3 separate regions of the Gossypium hirsutum genome follow, and regions 1 and 2 are each linked to region 3. The links are chromatin contacts, called in public Hi-C maps. All regions are on one chromosome and are shown on one strand. The core of a region is the stretch at or near the end of the contact, and the rest is flanking DNA. Distances in the headings are between cores, read along the strand shown.

Region 1 (4,504 bases), core at 148-2,647, 200 kb after region 3:
TTACCTTGTCCTGAGAATTCAAATCACTTATAAAGATAGCATCACCAACGTTAAAGATTAAATAAGTCCCTTTCCCATCAAAATTCATATTATTGATTGAATTACTAGAACTTGAAGCACCCAATGACCCAATCCTACTAGTACTACCAATACTTTTACTCCCACCATTCCCTCCAGCAAATCCAAGCGTGCGGCTCCCGTTCCCAGCACCTAGCCACCTTGCTGCTGCTGATCTGACCCCACTGCTGGCACTGTAGCTGGACGATGAAGACGTCGGAGTTGATGGAGCTGGCTTCTCCTTCAAATGTGCTAGGGTAACCTGACAGCCGGACTTAATCAATACAATCTCAACAAACGAATAATACATAAGTATAAGCAAAACGATCAAAATTTGACTTTATAACTAAGGGCATTGATTCAAACTCTTTGAAGCTTAAACTTGTAATCAATAATGCTTAAACACCGATGATACAAAATGATCTAATAAAATATGTTCTTCAAGTTCTTCTAACAGATGGGTACATGTAAAAACCCCTCTTCTCACTAATAAATTGGAAATGTTCTCATTATCTAATTATAACATTAGTGTATCAAAAACACAAAAAGGAAAACCCACACTAAAATAAAAAGAAATAAAGAAAAACAAAAGAGAGTAATTTAAAGTGAAATCGGATGATTGGTCTTGATCAAAACCCAAATAAGTAACACAAAAGATAGTCTTCTTTTCAATAATTTAAGAAAAAAAAGGAAACCCTAGGAATTTGAAGTTACCTGAGTAACAGTTTTGCCATGAGCATAGTGAAGAAGGCTAGAAGGGTGAGTCTTTTCATAGTGAAGCTTATATCGACCTTCTGGAGTTTTAAAATAAGTCTTCAAACCCGGCGATTGAGCGTTTGCCGAGGACGAAGAGGTCGAAATCGTACCGTTGGCCGTGTTGATCATGGTGTCGCTTATCTTACACCCGATAACATCTGATCATGACACACTAGGGTTTCTTCTACTTCTTCCCAATTTTGAAAATTTCTTATTTCCTAAATCCGAAGACCAAAAGAAAACCCAAAAAGAAAATAAGTCTTTTATGGGTAATTTTCTGTTGTTGAAATGGGGAATGGGGGATCAAAGGAGGAGAAGGGCCCTGTATGGTTGGAGTTATGAGAAGAGGTTAGACTTTTCGGGAAGTTTAAGGGAAGTCAACGGAATGGACGGTGGAGGATTCAAGAGAGTGATCTTATTCGGTCTTTGTAGTTATAAACTGAGAGAGGGATTGATGATGAAAATGGGAAAGATTTCCAGGTTTTCTTTATTATAATTTATTTTGTATTGAGTTTGATATGCTCAGATTTTCACCTCCATTTTCTTGACTTTGGGCACTTACCATTCGGCCCCCAATTATGTTCTTTTCTATTTTGTATTTAAAAAAATCTCCTTTTTGTTGTAAATTAGACGGAGGTCGTAAACTCTTTTTAAGCATATTAAAGTAATGAGATAAAACTCTTTACTTAATTTATAATTAAGAGATTATTAAATAAAGTAATTAAAAAACTTTAATTCATTCAATGTAATACCTTTATTAATTGAATGTAAAGGAGCTTATAAATAGTACCTTGTAAGTGAAAATAAAATAATGAAATTTTCTCGTATTTTCATCCTCTTTTATTTATTGTTTTATTAATTTTTCTATAACACGTTATCAGCATGAGTTTCTACGAATTCATAGTGAAGTTTACGTCATTTCGACTTTTTATAATTTGCCCGTATAACTCCCGTTAAACTATATACGGTATACGTATTTTCATAATTCTTTTATTTTATTTTCTAGATGAAATATTTGTTTTGGGTAACATTTGCATATTTATTTTTACAACTAAAATCTAATAATGATAATTTATATATACATTTTTTTATTAAAAGAAATTTCAATTAATTTAATTTGTGTTAAGTTATTATCATGACTATTCCTCTTTATGCCAATATTTGACATACATATTATTATTTAGCAAATTTGGTATATATAATTGAATTATTTACGATTGAGAATACTTATTAATTTATTAATATTTTTTTTATTTTGATTCAAGTGATTATAATGTCAAATCTTGCCAAACTTGAATTTGCGGCCTTAGACATCTCAGGCAAGAACTATTTGTCATGGGTGTTAGATGCTGAAATTCACCTATATGCTAAAAGTCTAGGAAATACTATATTAGCAAATAAAGAAGCATCTAATCAAGACACTGCAAAAGCAATGATTTTCATCCGTCATCATCTGCATGAAGGATTAAAAGTGGAATATCTCACTGTGAAAGACCCTCTTGAGTTGTGGAAAAATTTGAAAGAACGATTTGACCATCAGAAAACTGTGATACTCCCTAAAGCTCGTTATGATTGGATGCACTTACGGTTGCAAGATTTTAAGACTGTAAGTGAATACAATTCAGAACTTTTCAAAATTAGTTCTCAACTAAAATTATGTGGAGAAAACATAACTGATAAGGACTTGTTAGAGAAAACATTTTCAACCTTTCACGCTACTAATGTGCTCTTGCAGCAGCAATACCGTGAAAAAGGTTTTAAAAGGTATTCTGAATTGATTTCATGCCTTTTGGTGGCTGAGCAAAATAATGAGCTATTGATGAAAAATCATGGAATTCGTCCCACTGGTTCTGCACCATTCCCTGAAGTGAATGTCGCAGTACACAATAATTATAAAAATAGAAAATATAGAAGTCGCGGCCGAGGTCGTGAACGTAGTAGGGGACGTGGTCGGGGACGTATTAGTAATCGTTATCATGGTGGTCATAACAATGATACTTCTAACCACCAGAAAAATAATAACAATGAAAGACAAGAAAGAAGTGGTCAAAATAATCCTTCAAAGATTGTTGAGAATATATGCTACCGATGTGGTATGAAGGGGCATTGGTCACGTACCTGTCGTACGTCTGAGCATTTAGTGAAACTTTATCAAGCATCCATTAAAAGGAAGGGAAAGCATATGGAGACAAATTTTATATCCCAAAATGATGAAATAGAGGCAAAAGATGAAGATATTCACTATAATAATAAAACTGACCATGCCTACAAGGATGATAAATTTAACGACCTTAATAATATAACTTATCTAGATGTGGCAGATTTCTTTGAGAATCGTTAGAAAAATTGATGTTATTTTGACACTTTTTAAGTATATTTTATTTTCTTGCATAAAAAAATAATTGATATATTTAATAAATATTTGTAATGTTTATCATATTATATTTTGTTTGTTTTTATGAAGAATATGAATATTCAACAAAATTTCGATAGACCCAAAATCAATGAAGACATGTGTCTTGCAGATAGTGCTACAACACATACGATACTCAAAGATAAAAAATATTTTTCTCATTTGACAATGAGTAATGCCCATGTTAATACAATATCGGGTAGTTTAAAACTTATTGAAGGCTCTGGAAGAGCTATTATATTGTTACCTAAAGGTACAAAATTTATCATTGATGATGCTTTATATTCCACCAAATCTCAAAGAAATTTATTGAGTTTTAAAGATATTCGTCTAAATGGATATCATATTGAGACTATGAATGAGAAAAATGTTGAATGTGGAAAGAAATATATTTTGGAAAGGCTACCTGCTTTTTCATCAGGTTTATATTATGCACATATTAGTGCAATTGAATCATATGTTACTACAAACCAGAAGTTTGTAGAAGCTCATACTTTTACTATTTGGCATGACCGATTAGGCCATCCCGGATCTATTATGATGCGAAAAATCATCGAGAATTCAATTGGACACCCATTAAAGAACCAAAAGATTCTTGAATTTAAGGATTTATCTTGTATTGCTTGTTCTCAAGGAAAATTGATTATTAGACCATCACCAGCTAAAGTTGGGATTGGATCTCCAACATTTCTGGAACGTATTCAAGGTGATAAATGTGGGCCCATTCATCCACCATGTGGACCATTCAGATATTTTATGGTATTAATAGATGCATCTAGTAGGTGGTCACATGTATGCTTATTATCGACTCGCAACCTGGCGTTTGCGAGACTACTTGCTCAAATAATTCGATTAAGAGCACAATTTCCAGATTATCCAATCAAAACTATTCGTCTTGATAATGCTGGTGAGTTTACATCCCAAGCTTTTAATGATTATTGTATGTCAATTGGGATAAAAGTTGAACATCCTGTAGCTCATGTTCATACACAAAATGGTTTAGCTGAATCATTTATCAAACGCCTCCAACTAATAGCTCGGCCATTGCTTATGAGAACAAAACTCCCTATTACAGCTTGGGGATATGCTATTTTGCATGCAGCAGCACTTGTGCGCTTAAGGCCAACAAGTTATAATAAGTACTCCCCATTACAATTGGCTTTTGGTCAGGAGCCAAATATTTCTCATCTTAGAATTTTTGGATGTGCAGTATATGTTCCAATTGCTCCACCACAACGCACAAAGATGGGTCCTCAAAGGAGGTTGGGAATATATGTT
Region 2 (4,849 bases), core at 2,008-4,507, 240 kb before region 3:
ATAAACTTTTTAGCATTCAACTTATAATTTAATTCGTTATCCACGCTTATATTATGTTACGTTTTTCATTTAACTGATCAAGAAAATAAAAAATTCATATTGGAACGAAAAATTCTAATTTATATTAGAAGAGACACTTTTGAAAAATATGATCTATATCGATCATATTTTAATCACTTTCGACAGAAAGTTTAGATATCATGTCACTTTTTTTTTTTAACTTCAATTTTTTTATTTTTTAAAAAAATATGTGTATCTTATATTATTATGTTGTGTTTGATACATATTTGAACGTGGGTACGAGGGTACAATCCTCTAAATATTGAGAGAATTTTTTTCTCCTACTTGTAATGAAATATGCAGTCTCTGATCTTCCTGTGGTCTTTTTCTAGGAATCACTGGGGCATGTAGATATCAATCTTATGATGTAATTTTCAATGGACACATCAACGAGAAGTATGGTGTGATATGCATTGGTATATGATGGGAACTGCCTTGAGAAGAATCAAATTATAGCAAGAGATTTATATGGTGAAGTTCAGATCTTTTCCTTTCTTTATTATATGGGAATATGATTATTCTTTTTATACACATAGTGACGATATGTTTGTGCAAATTATACCAACTCTTTTTTTTTTTTACAAATAGTCTTGTCCCACCTGGTCCAATGCGAAAGCTTACTCTAAAAGTGAAAGAGTTTGAGTAAATATATAAGCTCGAAAAATATATTTAGATAAAAAAATAAAACCCATTTAAAAAACGAGCCAAGCCTTGGGCAAGATTTTTTGGCCTAAACTTAGTCTAACTTGAATTTGCAAAAAAAGTTCTTCTATTTTTTTTTATTGTTTTGCCACTGTTTTTTATTATTTGCTATCATTTCGCTATTAAATTGAAATTATTTTTTTATTATTGTTTGAATATTTTATAATTCTTGTTTTATTATTAATTTTGTTATTATTTTAGATGTATTTGATTTCTAAGTTGCACTTATCTTAGTGCATTTAATGTATTTTTAATTTTTTAATTTTTTTAATTTTACTATATTTTTAAAAAAATTATTAGGAAACATTTATTTTAATATTTTCAGTATATTTGATTATATTTTTAAATTTTTACACAAAAATTTTAATACGGATAAAATAGACTCGAGTTTTAACAATTTTATCTAATCTAAATTTAAACAAAATTTTAAATATATTTTTGAGTGGAATCCACACCTAAAATTTTTAAGTAGCCTGGCCTGAACGGCCATGGACCACTTTAGTTGCAAGGAACTAGTGATGTTTGGCGTTGCTTGCTGTCAAGAAACTAGTGAAAATTTCAAGTGTCCAATCATTCATATGATGTAATCTAGAGTAGAGTAGAGTAGAGTAGGAGTTGTCCAAGAAGTCCTTTGACATTTCATTCAATCCGCGTAATGCACATAATTTTAACGTAATCAGTTTCATTTTTTTTTTTAATATGCACGACATTATTTGCAGATAAATGCAACAACGTTGAGGAAATAAAAAATACGGTGATGTTTGGCTGGGCTGGTGTTCATCTTTTCTCTATAGTTTCCACTTCAAACTTAGCTTTGGAACTTTTTTTATAAATCCACAACTATTTTCATTTATTTTACCGTCTAAGATTAATTTTATTTGGGTAAAAATAATATTTAGATAAAAATTTCCTAATAATGATAAATTTAATATTTGAATCCGATCCAAATATTTAGAGAAGTCTCCAATTGTTGGCCGTAGGATTGAGCAAAGAAACTAAAAGAATCTAAAAACCAATTTGATCCGATATATTCAATTTGGTTTAGGTTTTATAATATTCGGTTCAGGTTTTATAATGTTCGGTTCAGTTTCATGTTAATGTTATCATTCAAATCGCACAATTCGGTTCAAGTTCAGTTTCTCCTCTTGGAACCATTTTATACAAAAAGTTAAAATATTTCACAGCAAGTAAATCATTTCTTAAAAATAATAATCATAATTATAAGCATAATTCTAATTTTAAAAAAATAGTTCATTAAACTCTATAAATATTTTATTTATAAAAGAAACAATTATACACAAGTTGTTGAATATATATTTGATAGTTATAAATTTAAAAAAGTATATGGCATATTGTAATGATTCGATTATAATTAATTAAAAGAATGGTAAGTAAAACATTAGATATATCAATAATTTATGTATTAACTTTTCTTTTAACAACTTTAAATGATTTATTAACTTAATAACTTAACTTAAAATGATTTTTTAAATGGTTTTATGAATGATTATAATATTAATGTAATTATTTAATTTACCTCGTAAATGTATAAATGAATTAAGAGCATGCATTATGATTATTATGAAATAAAATATATATATATATTAGAACTTTGGGGTTCAAAAGAAGATGATTTTTTTTTGACAAAACTCAAAATTTTAAAATCAAACCGCTATTATTGGTTTTGGGTATTTCTATTTTTATTCAATACAATTTTGATTTCAAAAGTTAAAAAGAAAATGAAAAAATTTAATTCAATTTTTGTTAAAAATTAAATCGAAGTGAATACATCCATGTGAGTGTTCGATCGAATCGAGTTAATTATGTTGACAAGTCCTATTTTATCATCTAAATCAATTTAAGATTTTTTCGAATCAAGTCGAGTTAAATGAAATTTGAGTCAAATCGAATCGAGTGAACTGTTCGAGTTAAATTAAAAAATTTAAACACGTCAAATTAAAATCAATATAACTAATTTCATGTTATAACACATAAATTTGAAACCACATATATTTAAAAACTTTTTCAAAGTAAATTAATAAAAAATAATTTAGTATGATAAACTTAAATAATTAATTAACTTATTTAAATCCCAAAATTATTATTCTAGAAATTTTTTTATTTTTTAACTTTCTTTATATTTTTTTTGAATTTTTTATAATTTTTTGAATTTTTATAAATATTTTGATTTTTAAAAATTATTTTGAATTATTTTGTAATTTTTGTTGGGAGAAAGACTAATTTGCTCATTTTCAAACTTAATAAGGACTAAAAGGGTATTTATACCAATATGTTATTTGAATTATTTGAGTTATTCAAATTGTAAAATTTAACTCGATTTGAATTCAAAAATTAAATTACCTATTCGATTTAACTTAAATAATTCGAATAACTCAATTCGATTAACTTAAAATTAAAAAAAATTAATTTTTTGATGGAGGTTGTAATTTAGAAACATAAAATACAGTTCTAATTAGTCCATTTTCATTTGGGTTTGAGGGGCTGTGGCCCTATGCAAATGTCGCTCAAACCGAAACCCAAAGCCTTTTCCCTCAGCAAAATATCTAAAATCTATCGCAATCTAATATCTTATCAACAAAAATCTAACGGCCCCAATTTCACGATATGTAATCCGAAGTACCGGCGGCAAGATAGACAAGCAGGCAACTTCTCCTCCTATAAAACTATCTATAATGTAAGCTGCTCTTCTTAAACCCTCTCTCCCATTTCAAAAACCTTATCTTCTCTTTGGCTAAAGCAGAAACAAAGGCTAAAATGTCTGCAACATCTGCTTCATCTCTCATCCTCCCATCTCTCAAACCCAAAACCATATCTTTACCAAACCCAACTCCCATTTCACTGTCCCCCTTCTCTCTTTCCCACCGCCTCCATGCAAAGCCTCTCTTTTCTTCCTCTCTTCAAAGTTTCACGCTTTTAACAAAAAAGTCTTCTTCTTTTCCTTCTAATTTTGTTAGAAACGTTTCCGTTTCATCTGAGTACGGTCAGGAAGAGGGTTTATTTGGTAGTGATGATGAAGAGGCTACTAGGTTCTCCCCTGACTTGAAACTTTTTGTGGGCAATCTTCCTTTTAGTGTGGATAGTGCTCAGCTTGCTGGCTTGTTTGGAAGTGCTGGAAATGTTCAGATGGTTGAGGTAAATTTTTTTTTTCTTTTTCCCCCTTTGCTTTTACCTGTAATTCACCATGTTTATGTTTATGTTTATGAATGACTTGCTTTGTTTTCATCATGTTCTGTTTTCACACAGAGGCTTGCCCTTTAGTTTGAATTCAAGCATAGTATGAACCTTTATTTCTGATATGTTGAATTATAGTATGGAAGAAACTTTTAATTTCGAGATGAAAATTGAATAATTAAAAAGACATTTAGCCAATTGAAGGGTCATGATATACATTTAGTGATTTAATTGAGCATCCATTGAAATATGGACCTTGTTGCTTCACTCCAATCATTTGGGAAGTTAACAAACTAGATGTACACTCCGTTTTGATGTGTTGAAATTATTGCTTTTGACAGGTGATTTATGACAAGGTAACTGGGAGAAGTAGGGGATTTGGTTTTGTAACCATGTCTACTACTGAGGAAGTGGAAGCTGCTGCTCAACAGTTCAATGGCTATGTAAGTCATCTTTTGGGGTGTTCATATGCAGATATGCGAACTTAAAGAGTATTTTGCACATTTAATAATTTAATTGCTTCGTTTACATGCTACTTAAACAAACATGGTTATCCTCTTTCGGTTTAGAGTACGCATGGATGAAGATTTGCATATTTGTCATCTTTAGAACAATTTGAGGATTGACATTTATGTTCTGGCCTTGGAACCCACTGCGGCAAATGAATTTTTTCAGCATCTGAATATAAAAAACTTCCATTTTTATTTGTTCTAGTTTCCTCAACTTTCTCTTTTCCAGCATAGTGGATGGAAAAAGGGTGTTTCGCAATATCGAGTATGCTTAAGTTTTTGACTGTATTAATATCTAATACCCCTGTGACGTTATCAGTTTTGGTATAAGGTTATAGTTTCTATCAGAAGTTTGAATCGAGGTTATCATAAAATTTTCTTGTGTT
Region 3 (4,807 bases), core at 2,035-4,534:
ATTTTTTTATCCCTAAGGATTAGTATACACTGTTGTATTGTCTACAAGACATATATTTTCTTCTTTTTAAGGAATATTAATTAGATAATAAGATATTCATGTGTATGAAAAGTACATAACCAACAACTTTTTTTAAGTTGTCTCTCTTCTTTAAAGGGTTATATTGTGAACTCTTATTGTTCTCTTATTTATCTCCATGTTTCCACTTCTAGTGGCCAAAAGTAATTACTACTAATAAGATATGCAAGAATCAAGTAACGAGTGCCACAATTCACAAAAAGGATGCCACTCATACATTTAGAGATTTCATCTTTAACTAAATACATACAGTCCTAAGGAATATGATCATAAGATTGCATATAAATATCAAAATAAAATCATATATTTACAATTTAGTAATGAATAACAAATAATTGCAATAACAAGTTCCTCAATATGGATTATAGAAATCCTAAAAAATGGCATGCTAGCATTTAAAATGGTAGCATCATAAAGACAACATTAATATCCTTTTACTAATTAAGTTCATCATGATTACCAATATGGTATGCCAAATCTAATTTAACATCATTCTTATTGTTCGTTTCCATATTGTCTTCCTTCCATTTGATAGAAACTTATAGAGTTTAACCAAATGTTTAGACGTATGACAAGTATACAACCAAATACCTTTAATACCATGTTGATAACATAAGTTATTTCTTCCCTTGAAGGGTTCTCTCCGGAATTATTGTTCTTCTCTTGCTTATCTTTATTTTTTCACTTCTGGTGGTGAAAAGAATTATATGACCATCTCTTTGATGATTATTATAGTTCAACCCACCACAACCACATTTACATCTTTCAGACTCATTAAGTATGCATTCACTTCAGGGAATGAAACAAATCCAGTAAGATGGGCTTTGTAATTTTCATTAAAAGCTCGTTATTTTGTTCAATCACAAGTAAATATGATATTAACTTAGAATTTTTTTTTAAAAAAATTTCTCAATATTGCTACTATAGGATCATATTTGAAGCATGAAAATTTGAAAACTTTTCTCTAGCAAGTTCTCATCAGTAATATTCGCTCGTATAATTTTAATTGAGAACTTATCATAATTACTTCAAACTTATACCTACTCACAATTTTAAAATCTTGCAACTTCACGTGTATTTGATGATAACGAGCTTTAGACAGAGATCATGCAACTTCGGGTGCATAAAATTATCATAGTTTGATGGCCATATCTTTGAGAGTTAAAAATTTGCATGGATAATGTTCACATCTCAAATATAAAAATATTTTTTTCATAACCACCATCGGAAACATGCATGAATTTTGATTCAATTCAAAATCTATTTGTTCATGAATCTGCCATGATTAATCTCAAATTATAATAAATATGTTATAATAAAATAAATCATAGTAAAATAAACTTAAAGATTTTAACATCATCATCATTTCTTTTACAAATACTAATTTTACTTTCATAATAACATTTATAAACTAATAGTAAAAAATTTATAAAACAATCCATTTTTTATATACAATGTTTAAAGTTATTCGATACACACTGCTCCAAATTTTAATATCATATATGTTATAAAATCAATCTGATCATTCAATAATGGTAGGTCAATAAGAATCAATAGATCCTATCGAATTTTCCTTTAATCAACAACAACATGTTAATAATACACTCCATTGCAATTTTAATTAAATTTCAATTCTTTTCTTTATTCAAATATAATGTATAATACAACTCAAAACCTCCTTAATTTAAAAAAAGAAAAAAGAAAAACTTGAAATATTTTTTTTCCTTTCATAAGAAAGATTAAAGAACAATTTTATATAAAAAAAAAGAAATAGTAGAAAAAACATACCAAATAAAATTATATAAATTTCTTGATAAAAAGCTTAAAGATCATAAAATACCTAAATGGTTAAAGGAAATCTGAAGTACCAATGAGTGTTTGGTTCAAATCTTGTGGCTTTTTTCTTGGACGTAAATTACTTTTATAATTTTCCTGACATAAAATAATAATAGCTCGTGGGTTAAAAGAATAGAGAGAGTAAAAAGGCATTTTTATTGATTAATGGAAATGATTTACAATGCTTCATAGATATAAAAAGTATACATGATATAGAATTCTATTTTTAATGATTATTAAAATCCTAAAATACATTAAACTTATCTTGATTTTTATAAATATCTACTTGATAATAAATTATTCATTAAAAAATATATAATTATCATGAATTGTTATTTTTTAAAAATAAACTTACAACTAATGATGTCTTAGCTTAATGAAAGTTGAGGTCCTGAAATTTTAAGATCCTATGTGTCATACATGGAATCTCAGCCCCACCATATATAAACTCTATATAGATTTATTTTTATATAAGTTTGCATATATTCTAGTTTTCCATTTTTTATAATGGCTAATTTTAATTACATTTATTTAGATGTATTTTTTTTAATTACAGATGTAATTATACTTGTAATTTTAAACATATATTAATGGGTTGACGTGTAAATTTTTCACTTTACTTTTAGTGATTATTGAAATTTATTTCTATAATTTTTATGATTAATATTTCTCATTCTACTTATCAACTAAAACTTTAATTATATATTGAATCTTATCACTTTATTTTGTTTGATTGAATTTTATAACTAAAGTTTGATTTTTTTAATGATTTTTTCTATGCAATTTTAATCTAATTAAAAATATTTGAGAAAAGATTTAATAAAAATATTTTTAATATTTTATTTTAATACAAAACAACAATAAGTTAATTAATGTAATATTAAAAATTAATGAAACAAGTTTTTATAAAAAGATTACTTTTTTCTTTTTATATATATTTAAAATTTCAAGGCTTTATAGCATTAAAATTTTTTTAAGTTAATTTATTAATTTTTAATAATTTAAATTATTGTTAACTATTAAAATAAAATACTTGAATTAATATTAAATAGTTAATTTTACTTATTGTTAATTTTGTTTTTAATCTGCTATTGATAATTTTTTTTTAATTCTGAACATATTAATTCTTCAGCAATAATATTTTTGAAATTTTATTTTTTCTAAAATGTCTATATAAAATCATGGTAATTTTGATAAAATAAATATAAAAGTTGAAAACAACTATCACAATGAAATTGTAATTTTATTTATTTATTTTTGTTAAGAGTTACTAATGATGTATAAAAAAACAAGAACAAAACACTGAAACCCACAACTAAAACGATATCTGTTGCAGAAGTAAAGAGTAAATATTTGTTCAAAAAAAGTGATATAAAGTTAAGCATTGTACAGCAGAAAAGCATTTATAATCCCCATCTGCATTGCCATTTGCAGGTCCAAAAAGAAAGCATTTATGCCCTTTGAATTTTGACCTTCTTTTTTCTAAGGAGATCAAATCAATGGTGCTTTCGTTTTGATGGTAGATTAAGATTAGACCCCACTTCTCTCATGAAACTAAGGGCCCAGATTCAAACTTTGTAACTAAAGTGGGTGAATGAGAGCTGAGTAGCTCCGCACACACGGGGGAAGGGAACTCAACCCCAGACTTTTCCGCCCTTCACTTTGTAAGCAAAGTTAATGAAATATTAGATTTTTTTTTTCAGTTCTATAAAAATCCCTGACTTTCCCATGAAGAGGAAGGGAAGCAATGAACGTGAGCCGTCCGGCGGTTCACCCGGTGGAGGCTCCACCGATGACGGAGGCGGCGGTACACGGTCCTAGAGTAAGGATGAAGGACATCCAAGGCATGCCTGGGACTAAAGGTGGCCTCTTTCTTCGTCTTTCTCAGTTCATTTTCTCCATCATTTCTGTCTCTGTCATGGCCACCACCAATGACTTCCGCTCTGCCACAGCTTTTTGGTGATTACCCCCTTTTTCATTTCATTTCCTTTTCATTTTTTATTTATGTTTCAATCTTTATACAAACACCCAATAGATTGTAAACTTTAGCTATTGAAATGACATCCAATTTGTTGGTCTCGATCATCACCATCCACCAAACTTTTCTAATTTTTGTTTGAGTTTTAAAATCAACTACAAGCTTCTTTCAAGTTCTTCTTTAGTTCTCGCATCTTTCAACCTGACATATGGGGAAACGGTTACTATGTTTATACGACATTTTATATAATAAATGCATTTGAGATATGTCAAGACTTTGATGAAGGGATGCCTTTTTTTTTTTTTTTCCTTTGTAATTGAATTAAACTGTTCTGAGCATATAGTGTTATATGATGAGCTCGGCTCGAGTGATCTATGTTACTGGGGAGTGACGAGTGAGTGTCAGATACGGGTACGGGTACTTTGAATATTGAAGTTTTTTCGAGGACTCTTGGAGGGTATATCCTCATACCATGGCCGAATATGCGTTGGACATGGTCGAAGTTGCATAGGGAAACATACTATTTGGGCGTACAGAATTGAAAACAACATTTATCTGTTCACAAGCTACATTAAAGTGGTTCCATATTTTCTTTAATAGTGTGTTAAACTATCCTACGAATGTTTGTCTCCAATGTAATACTTTAAATCGTTAAAGAAATAGGCTCATATTTGCTAGTCCCCTGAAAATTTTAACTTAGACCTTGCTGATGTAGTATATTTCACTAATCGCTGGTTATTCTGATTTTGCAAATGAACTTTCCAGATAGTTTGGAAAAAAAAAAAAAAGGAAGAAAATTCTAAGCTTTGGTGAATAGAGGTGTTAGAAATGGAGTATGACATTATTTATAGGATGCCATTGCACTCTCTGTGGACTGTGGGGATGTTTCGCTATTTTGAATGGGATGTAAGATTT

What was found. Hi-C and Micro-C count contacts between places; a contact is called where the count stands out from the background.
Region 1: a Hi-C map of leaf shows a contact between it and region 3, with 5 times the contacts expected there. The contact joins the promoter of LOC107948356 here to the promoter of LOC107948364 in region 3. A contact is called at or near these places in 8 of 34 Hi-C or Micro-C datasets (anther, callus, hypocotyl and 1 more).
Region 2: a contact with region 3 is called in a Hi-C map of leaf, with 2.5 times the contacts expected there. The contact joins the promoter of LOC107948368 here to the promoter of LOC107948364 in region 3. A contact is called at or near these places in 5 of 34 Hi-C or Micro-C datasets (anther and leaf).

What each region holds. Positions count from the first base shown.
Region 1 is chrA04:68,259,109-68,263,612 of Gossypium_hirsutum_v2.1, forward strand. LOC107948356 (dystrophia myotonica WD repeat-containing protein) reads right to left here and starts at 1,398. Exons shown (of 11, transcript XM_041111084.1): 1 at 772-1,398; 2 at 5-319. The coding sequence starts at 942.
Region 2 is chrA04:67,820,454-67,825,302 of Gossypium_hirsutum_v2.1, forward strand. It overlaps LOC107948368 (29 kDa ribonucleoprotein A, chloroplastic), which reads left to right and starts at 3,258. Exons shown (of 5, transcript XM_016882873.2): 1 at 3,258-3,915; 2 at 4,296-4,397. The coding sequence starts at 3,538. LOC121228012 (a long non-coding RNA gene) reads left to right here. Exons shown (of 4, transcript XR_005925560.1): 3 at 1-531; 4 at 1,482-1,599.
Region 3 is chrA04:68,057,995-68,062,801 of Gossypium_hirsutum_v2.1, forward strand. LOC107948364 (CASP-like protein 5A1) reads left to right here and starts at 3,285. Exons shown (of 2, transcript XR_001697344.2): 1 at 3,285-3,873.